3 separate regions of the Zea mays genome follow, and all the other regions are linked to region 2. The links are chromatin contacts, called in public Hi-C maps. All regions are on one chromosome and are shown on one strand. Each heading gives the region's core, a stretch centred on a gene start, on an enhancer-like site or on the middle of the called end of the contact. The rest is flanking DNA. Distances are from core to core; before and after follow the strand shown.

Region 1 (3,110 bases), core at 393-2,892, 240 kb after region 2:
GGTCTTCTATATTTTTCACACGCCTGAATTGCTGTTAGGGGTGGATAACGAGCGAGCTCGGCTCGGCTCGTTAAGGTAACGAGCCACAGAGTCATCTCGTCTCGGCTCGTTTACGAGCTCGAGCTGGCTAGTTTAGCTCGTGAGCCAGAGCAGAAAAAAAAATAAAATGTTCATAATAATTATTTTTAGTTAATTTTAAACTAATTTAACAATAGAAAATAGCAATTATACTCATAGTTTCACAAACCACGTCAATATAACACCAAATTAGCACAATTTATCACTCATTGATTCACAATTCACATACATGTTCATCAGTTTAACTCATAATTATATTTGCATAGACCAAATTAACACATAGACACAATTCATTAATCATTAGTTTAATTCATAGACCATAGATACCTCATATATATATAACATGTTAATCAATTATTCTGTAAATGATATGCATATAGTTTCATTTTGCTGGAATATGATAGCTCGTTTAGCTCGCGAACTGGCTCGTTAACGAACCGAGCTAGGATGTCAGCTCAGCTCGTGAAAAAATTCAAACGAGCTGATCCGAGCCGAGCTAAGCTGACTATAAACCGAGCGAGCCAGCGAGTAACGAGTATTTTGTCCAGCTCTAATTGCTGTCTATAACTGACGAGAGGGTTCGGGTCCACATCTCGGATACCTCGTTTATCAACAAGCCGCACTCGCTCGTCGCTTCTACTCCGGCCGCACTTCTGCATCGATGGGCCGCGCTCGTATAGATGTGGGCCGCTCGCACTTACGTGTGGTTGGCATACCACTTCACGCCGACTGGTCCCATGTGAAAATTTGTGCAGTCCGCACGTGTAATACTTTAGCTTGGCTGCGAAGGATCGATGTGACGATATGAGTAGGGCTGGATATTGAGATAGCTGACTTGGTTTAGCTTATTCGAGTTCGAACTGTCTTGTTAAAATAACGAGCTGGTTCGGCTCGGCTCGTTAAGCTAATGAGCCACAGAGTCAGTTTGACTCGGTTTGTTTAGCTCGCGAGCCACAACAGAAAAAAAAAATAATATATGTAATAATCAAGTTCTAGTTAAATCCAAACCAATTTAATGATAGAAATTAGTAATTATACTCATAGTTTCTTAGACCACAACTCATCAATTCATCATTAACTCACAATTCACACACATGTTCATCCATTTAATCCACAGTCATATTCGCACATACCAATTTAACACATGGATATTAGTTCATCAATTGTCAGTTTAACTCACAGTCCATAGACACCACACATACATATAACATATTTATCGTTTTGTTGAAATGTGATAGCTCGTTTAGCTCGTAATAAGCTGGCTTGTTAACAAATTGAGTTGGTCCGTTAATGAACCGAGCTAAGATGATGTTAACTCAGGTCGTGAAAAAATTCAAATGAATCGATTCGAGCCAACAAATCAGACTGACTATAAATCGAACGAGCTGATGAGCCACGAGTATTTGGTCTAACCCTAGACATCGGCTTGGATCGTTTCGGCTGGAGACCTTTTTCTAAGGCCCAAGAGACTATAAGCCCAGTTTATACAAGTATGAGAGGTCCAGAAAGCAAGTGTGTTGGCTAGGTGAGTCCGTCAGCCATGGCCGGCTACGTACGCCTAGTCTAGCACTCTAGCGGGACGTCGAAAACGACAAGCATGATCCAACTCCAACTCTCCAAGACGAGGAGCGTGTGTAGTGCAGTGCGCCGGTGCCAGATTAACCGGCGGCTCGCGTGTGGAACGCGCAGCGCAGACTCCTCTCATTCTCTGCTCCCTAGGGTGTCCTAGTGGATGATAAGCCGGGCTCCCACTGCTGTGCTGCCTAAACTAAACTGAGTATGTAAGACCATGGTTAAAGCCTCTAAATCTAATAGTTAGCTGCTAAAATTAGCTATAAACTTTACAAAACACTCCTAACTAATTGTTAATGGTTAGCTCACCCAGCTAGTTTATTAGCTGGCTTAACTCAGTTAATTAATATATTAATTTATTAGTTAGCTAACAATTAGCTCTTGAGGATTCAAGCAGGGTCTAAATTACTTCTTTTAGTTCTAATTTAGTGATGTGATAGTAAAAGAACTCATTACTTTACTGGAGAAATTGTCTTGAATATTGATTGAGAATCGGCTATAGTATTATATTATATTTTCAATCATCTATACAATAAGGACCGAAGAAAAGTATCACTACTTTTCTAGAGAAAGTGTATTCAATATTGGTTAAGAATTGACTATAATATTAAATTTGTAACCAACACTATACAACTAGGACTAAATTATAAATTTACTCCTTTTGTGCACAAATGTTTGTCACTAAGGTATTCGTGCCGGTCAAACTTTCTTAAGTTCAACTAGATTTATAGGATATATTAGCAACATTTGTATCTTCGAATAATTTTATTACAAAAATAGATTCAAAGATCTATCTAATGATACTGACTATTAATATTTTCTTATATTAATATAGTCAAAGTTAAAATGTTTAACTTCTCGAAAAGTGAGAACGACCAACATTTATTGATGGAGGATGTATTGTCTAACACACATGCACATTACAAGTCAAAGTCATATGAATTTTGCATAAAATATGTACACATGTGTGCTAGAATTCAAATACTTATGGCTTCGAATATTCCCTCTTTACCATTCTACATTTTTGGTTAGAAATGAGATATTTTTTATTTTAACTAAAAAGAGTCTTTAACATCGGTTAGTAACAATTAATGCCACTAAATGATACTAAAAGATTTTTGGAACCATATCTATACCAGTCGATATAAAAATCTCGCTATCTGTTCTAATTCAACCGGGACATCCATAACAATGCTTCTCTTGTTTTCTAATCTAACTAAGCGCCATCATATCGATCGGGTCAAGAACCACGCCCTCCCTGTTTCATCCGGCCGTTGTCAGACGTTGTTGGCACGTACCGACGACCAAGCCATTGCCATGCATCCCAGCTTTGCTGAACGTGGATTGTGGACACTACATGCATTCTCTGACCGGCCGAACTCTTGCCGCGTCTCGATCACTCGGTTTCCTATTCCTTGGCCTCCGCGCTTGCTTTGCTGCCCGGACAGGCAGCATGCGCC
Region 2 (2,841 bases), core at 218-2,717:
GTATGCATGCTTCCTCCTATACTTTTATACTCTCTATCTCTCTTTTACGGTAACTTTATGCAGTTGTTCTACGCCCCCCCCCCCCCCCCCCCCCCAAAAAAAAAAAAATTCTTCCCTGACTTTTCGCTCCGAGATAAAAAAAATTTCAGGACAGAGTAGCGAGTGGGTGCTGCCCACTAGTACAAACACTGCATGCGCTTTTGCAATGATGAACTGGTGAATTGGATTCGGGTGTCAACACAACAGGCAGTACCGGATCGGGTCGTTTAATTTAATGCGCGATGCGATGCGAGCAATTAGAATGTAATTAAGCACTCAAACATAGTAGCAGTGTACTTACCGACTGTGGCCGAGCGGAAGGTGGTGTAGCCGTCGACGACGTTGCGGCTGGCCTTGATGACGGTCTTGCCGATGCCGTCGCCGACGAACATGAGGTTGACGTGCTTCTTCCCGACCTCCACGTTCTCCATGTACGCGCCGGCCTTAATGTAGATCACGTGCCGCTTCTTCGAGTTGGTGGGGGCGGCTGCCACGGCCGCCGCCACCGTCGTGTAGTCCCCGCTGCCGTCCTTGGCCACCACCGCGTCGGCGGCAACGGCCGACGCCGGGGCCTGCAGCAGGCGCCGGTCCCCGGGACGCACCCACCGGGGGAACCCCTTCACCATCTGCCCGTACCCCGTGAACGGCTGCCGCGGCGGCGCTGGCGCCGCTGAGGCGCCGGCGCCGGGCAGCTTCTTGGCCATGGCCAGCGAGTTGCTCACCATGCGGGACACGTGGTGGAAGGTCGGCTCGATGTAGCGCCGCACGCGCCCGCCGCTCTGGTACGCGAAGCCGTCGAGGCAGGTGTACTGGTTGGTGATGGCCGCCGAAAGCACCGTCATCACGTGCTCCATCGTCGCGCGCCTGGCGCCCTGCGACACGCCCGCCGACGCCGACCCCCTGCCGGCGGGGGACGCCAGGTCGGCGGTGCTGGCGCGGAGCTCGTCCATCGTGGTGGACAGCAGCTCCAGGCAGTCGTTGATGGCCAGGCGGTCCCGCGCCGACAGGGACCTGTCCTGCAGGTAGTACGAGCAGTTGCTGGACGTGGCGACCACCACGTCCTCGGTGCGGTTCACGGCCGCGCAGATGACGTCCGGGAGCGGCTTCTTGTGTAGGTCCGGGATGTCCGCGAGTGTCGACAGGCAGAGCTCCGGGTACAGCGTGCCGTCGCAGTGCGCGGCGGCGGCGGACTCCGCGGACGGGTAGAAGGGGACGGTGCCGGCGGCGGTGGCGGCGGTGGCAGCGCATGCGACAATTAGGAGGACCAGGAGATGCTCGCCTCTCTTGGGTATGGGTGGCATTGTGTCCTTGTCTGTGGCAGCTCGCTCTAGTGTGCAGTGGAGAGAGCTGCAGCCTGCAGGCCTGAATGGCTGATAGATAGATAGATTGCGGATTTGGTGTTTGCACTTCCCACGAGAGGTTTATGCAATGCAATGCACAATGCAATGCATCTCTATGTAGAGAGGCCCTACCTATATATGTGCAGCAAGTAGGAGCCTTTCGTGTCGGTGTTGGAATTGGAACCGAGATCCGCCGGACTCGCCAAAAATAAGGGATGGTCTTTAGTCACTTGTCAGTTAATGGACAACAAATTAAAGGAATGCTACATTGCTACTGGAGTAGAGTATACTGGAGTTCGCTAGCTCATTGTTCTGTTGTCATCTGAACCAGAGTCCAGAGGTTGACATGCTCAACCATGGTGGCTGGCTGTTTGCTAGGTATGTTGTTGTCTGCAGTTCAAAGCTATTAGCCTTAATAAATAACTTTTCTTTGCCATGAGCTGTAGCAAGTGAAAGAAGGGGGAAACTGGTAACTTACCTGCACTGCTTTGTGCTGTGCTGTGCTATGCTGGACAAATAATGAAGGACAATTTTCAGCAAGGCTGTGTGCCTAGGACAACAATTGAAATAGGCACTCCGAGCAAGCTTGCCCCCACCCATCAGCATAAATTATCTTATGGCATTAGCCGAATCATGCCAAGACGTCTATAAAAATAGCCTAGACCCCTAGAAATTGGGTTTCGGGGCATGACGGCGGCTACAACTGCTTGAGGCGCGAGCGGTGGCTGGACATCAACGGCGGCTTTATGTGGCGCGAGACGCGAGCGGCGGTGTGAGGCACGAGCGGCGGACCGAGGCAACGTCAGTGAGCGGCGGCCCTAGGTGACATCGGCGAGCAGCTCCCCAAGACGCGAGCGTCATGGCGGCCTCAACTGCACAAGGCACGAGCGGCGGCAACCGCCCGACGCCGAGCGGCGACGCGAGTGTATACGGCGGCCATGGCCCGATGCCGAGCGGCGATGGTGACGGTGACCGCCCGTGACAGCATCTAAAGACGATGATCTCCTCTGATCCGGCGTGTCTCGGGCATCCTTTGACAAAGACCACATTCGATCTGGTGGCTTCAGAGATGTTCGCCAATCCGGTGGCGTTAGGGTCGTCGTCCAGCGTCGTTCTCCCACCGATCCGCGTTTATGCCTTCCATGATTATGTTGTATGCACACTATTTATGCATTCTATTGGGAATTTTTATGATGATGAATACAACGTCTCTCACGTGGCTTCGATTTTTTATGGTAACCACCTAAATTCACGCACATTTGTTACGGGGATGTCAAACGTGATATCACACTGACCATTATTATAACATTGTGGATTTTTATGCTTACCAATGTCAATATTTATGCTTAAAATTAGGATGTTTATGCTCAAACATGTGGATGCGTCCACCAATGTCCCGCATGCATATTTTTTGCATGCACAGTAAAAAGGGAATCCCTTAATTTATGGTGTTCGTAAATGC
Region 3 (2,949 bases), core at 129-2,628, 200 kb after region 2:
ATTTGATAGGGTTTTAAGATTTTCTCACAAAACTGCTCATGCTGAAAACTATTACGTTGAGCTCTCATGGGGGAGACAGATATTCGTACAGGAGGATCCGGTATAGTATAGCATCCCGAGGAGGTCCATTTTACTCGGCATTTTGTGAGCTTATTCTCTTGTTCTTATCCTTATTATCTTTTTCAGTCTTTTCTGTTGCATCTCTGTGATTCTCTTGATTACATCTATCCACTGTTTGGCACATGTACTTCCCACGGTGCTTTTGTTGTACGCGAGCGCTTTGGGATTTAAATTGAGACAATGGACGGAATCAAAAGAGAATTGGATTAGGCTCATATTCACCTCTTTTTGCTCGTCTCCTTCAATGAATAGTAGGTGCAGTTACTAGCGATATAGCACTAGAAACAAACAGTGGTGGACCCAGAAATCTTTGAGAGCGTAGACAAAGATATATTACTTATACTATAAACATATAGCTTTGCCTAATCTTTACCTACATTTAACTATAATTTACTACTTGCTACATGTGTATAGATACATTAGCGCTAATAAAGGAGTCCGTCACTGGAAAGTGGAAACAAGCACTTTAATAGTTCCAAATAAAGCATCATCAAATAGACTACATATTTTAGAAAAGCTCTGGTATTGGAATCTTTTCTTTCTGCTTCAAATGAATCAGTTTAGCTTTTTGGGTAAATAAGTCTTCTGAAATTCAAAGAGAAAATTAAAGAGAAACTATTTAAAAATCAGTTTGATGGGCTCTTTGGCTAACCAAAAATAATTTTGTTTTTAAGAGAAAAACGATCTATTCCCCGTTGCAGGTTATGTATGCTATTTCCTACTGGCTCCGTGCATGGACGGTGCTGCAGAAGGCGGACCAGCAAGCTACGGTTGTGGTGGCTACGTGTTTCTTGGGGCAGGTGGCTAAGGTCTTTTTTTTCAAGCTTATTGATGACAATCTAGTGGTCGGATTGGTTGTCACTGGAGTGTGTGCTACTTTTGTTTAGGTTGTATGCTTATTGATGAGTAGAGGCGGGAAGAAATTTTAATTCTTTATATCAAGTTGATGCGACACTTTGAAATTAATAAAGTCTTACTTATAAAAAAATCAGTTTAATGGTCAACTTTGTCTAGTTCCTACGTTTCGACAGTAAAACATTGCTGGTTTTTTTACTTGTGTGGGCGAAAACAAATGTAGGCACAAGAAGCTTAACTAAAGAAGTATATCAGCGAATGGGATCTACCTACTGATGGGTCCAGACCAGAATGCTGATATAGCCGCATTAGCTGGATGTATTTATTTGGCCATATATAGCCGCTGCTGACCACGTGGACCGCGCTGCCGACGCGCTCCTGCATACACTTGTAGTCTGCGGAGCAGGTGAGCAGCAAAGCATGGCTCGTGCAGGCCCATCTGATCCGACTAGTAGATTATTGGGACGACGACTTCAATTTGCGCATGAATTGTGCGCGGTCCCACTGTAGTCAAATTCCTCTCTGGATTCGATTCCCGGCCTGCCCCAGAGTAACGCGGTTTGTCGCGCGCCGCTAGATCGGATTCTCTTCCACGGTGCGGTCCCGTCTCGTCGGTTTAAATTATAATTAAGACATGCATTCTTTATTTTTAATGTAAAATATTTTTACTTATACATATTGTTAGATTTAATAAATTATTATGCGTACATCAAAATAAATATATTTATACAATGATTGATCTCTAGACAATGTAATTATTTATTTTTATCATTAAATAGTACACGAAAACATCATCATGTGTAGGTTTAATGGGTCCCACAGGGAACAGAGATGGGGAATACTTCTCCGTCCCCATCCCCGTTTACCCATCAAGAGAAGAATTTTCTCCATATACATCCTCGTGGGGAAACAAACTTCCCCATCCCCGTCCTCCAATGGAGGAATTCCCCGCGGGGAATCGGGGATCGAACCCCATTGTCATCTCTACCTGGAAGCCACATCACATTCGGCTCCCTTGACTTCCTCGCCATCGTCACTGACGAACTCCGCCTCATCGATCTCGACATTCCTGTCACCACAGTCGCAGAACCCACATGCTCCACCAGGAGCAAGACAGAGAAGCGGCACCTTAATCGGCTCGCCGCCGCCATCAAGCAGCAGGCAATAGGAGCCTCGTCTTCAACACTCGTGGCTGTTATTAGCCACCAACCAACATACGTACTCGACCTGATCGAGGAAGACTCGAGCCACGGCTCGACTGAGTCCGACTCTGACGCCGACGATGTGGCTGAAAGGGTCTGTTTCGTGGCAACACTGCCACAGAACGGCAATGGGGGAGGGGACGAGGAGTCCCCTAACCAGGAAGAAGAGTACCAGCACAAATGCTAGGCGCGCATCCTCGCCCGCAATGCCACCCTCCATCACTGGGAGGAGCTCGACACCCTCGTCCGTAAACTCGATCGGGTTTACGACTACATCGAGCGGAAGCGCCTTGGGCCAAGAAGCCTCAGGCGAGGAAGGTCTGTGACCAGCTCGTCGAGGGCCACAACGAGGCGCAGTACTTCCTCAACCTTGGTCAGAATATGGTCACGAAAACCATGATGCTTCGGTCCATCCCCGAGCCTCGATGAACCAGAGGCAAGGGCGTGTATCAAAACCTCTGCAACTTAGTGGAGAAAGTCGTGGTGCAACGAGCCAAAATTGATCGTCAGTTGCCCCCTGGCGTGGACAACTACGACCCGTGCACGCCCTCATCCTGGAGTAGGGGGACACAACCCTCCCAATAAACAAGATCGAGCACATGTGTGATGCCCAACAAATCATCAACAATCGGCGTCGGGAGCAAGAATAGGTCGAGCAATCACGTAAAAAGAGACACAAGCATAGCCCCAGCCCACCCGGGTCGAGGCCACGCACCTTTGGCCATGCAAACCAGAAGGCACAGTTCCCTACAAAGGTAAGGGCACCAGCAAA

Evidence for each region. Hi-C and Micro-C count contacts between places; a contact is called where the count stands out from the background.
Region 1: a Hi-C map of leaf shows a contact between it and region 2, with 3 times the contacts expected there. The contact joins the enhancer-like site here to the promoter of LOC100280285 in region 2. A contact is called at or near these places in 7 of 25 Hi-C or Micro-C datasets (bundle sheath, ear, leaf and 1 more) and 1 of 3 datasets of contacts at active chromatin or transcription factors (leaf).
Region 3: a Hi-C map of ear shows a contact between it and region 2, with 2.2 times the contacts expected there. The contact joins the enhancer-like site here to the promoter of LOC100280285 in region 2. A contact is called at or near these places in 6 of 25 Hi-C or Micro-C datasets (bundle sheath, ear, endosperm and 2 more).

What each region holds. Positions count from the first base shown.
Region 1 is chr3:56,572,328-56,575,437 of Zm-B73-REFERENCE-NAM-5.0, reverse strand. No RefSeq gene overlaps it. Among protein-coding and RNA genes, the nearest start is that of LOC103650113, 44 kb to the right of the region's middle. Within about 2 kb of position 1,642, at least 18 of the 20 cell types and tissues checked have an H3K27ac peak or open chromatin away from gene starts, as enhancers often do. A contact at or near this core is called in bundle sheath, ear, leaf and 1 more, where this site is marked.
Region 2 is chr3:56,808,726-56,811,566 of Zm-B73-REFERENCE-NAM-5.0, reverse strand. It overlaps LOC100280285 (pectinesterase), which reads right to left and starts at 1,467. Exons shown (of 2, transcript NM_001153213.1): 1 at 341-1,467. The coding sequence starts at 1,340.
Region 3 is chr3:56,608,675-56,611,623 of Zm-B73-REFERENCE-NAM-5.0, reverse strand. No RefSeq gene overlaps it. Among protein-coding and RNA genes, the nearest start is that of LOC103650113, 81 kb to the right of the region's middle. Within about 2 kb of position 1,378, at least 16 of the 20 cell types and tissues checked have an H3K27ac peak or open chromatin away from gene starts, as enhancers often do. A contact at or near this core is called in bundle sheath, ear, leaf and 1 more, where this site is marked.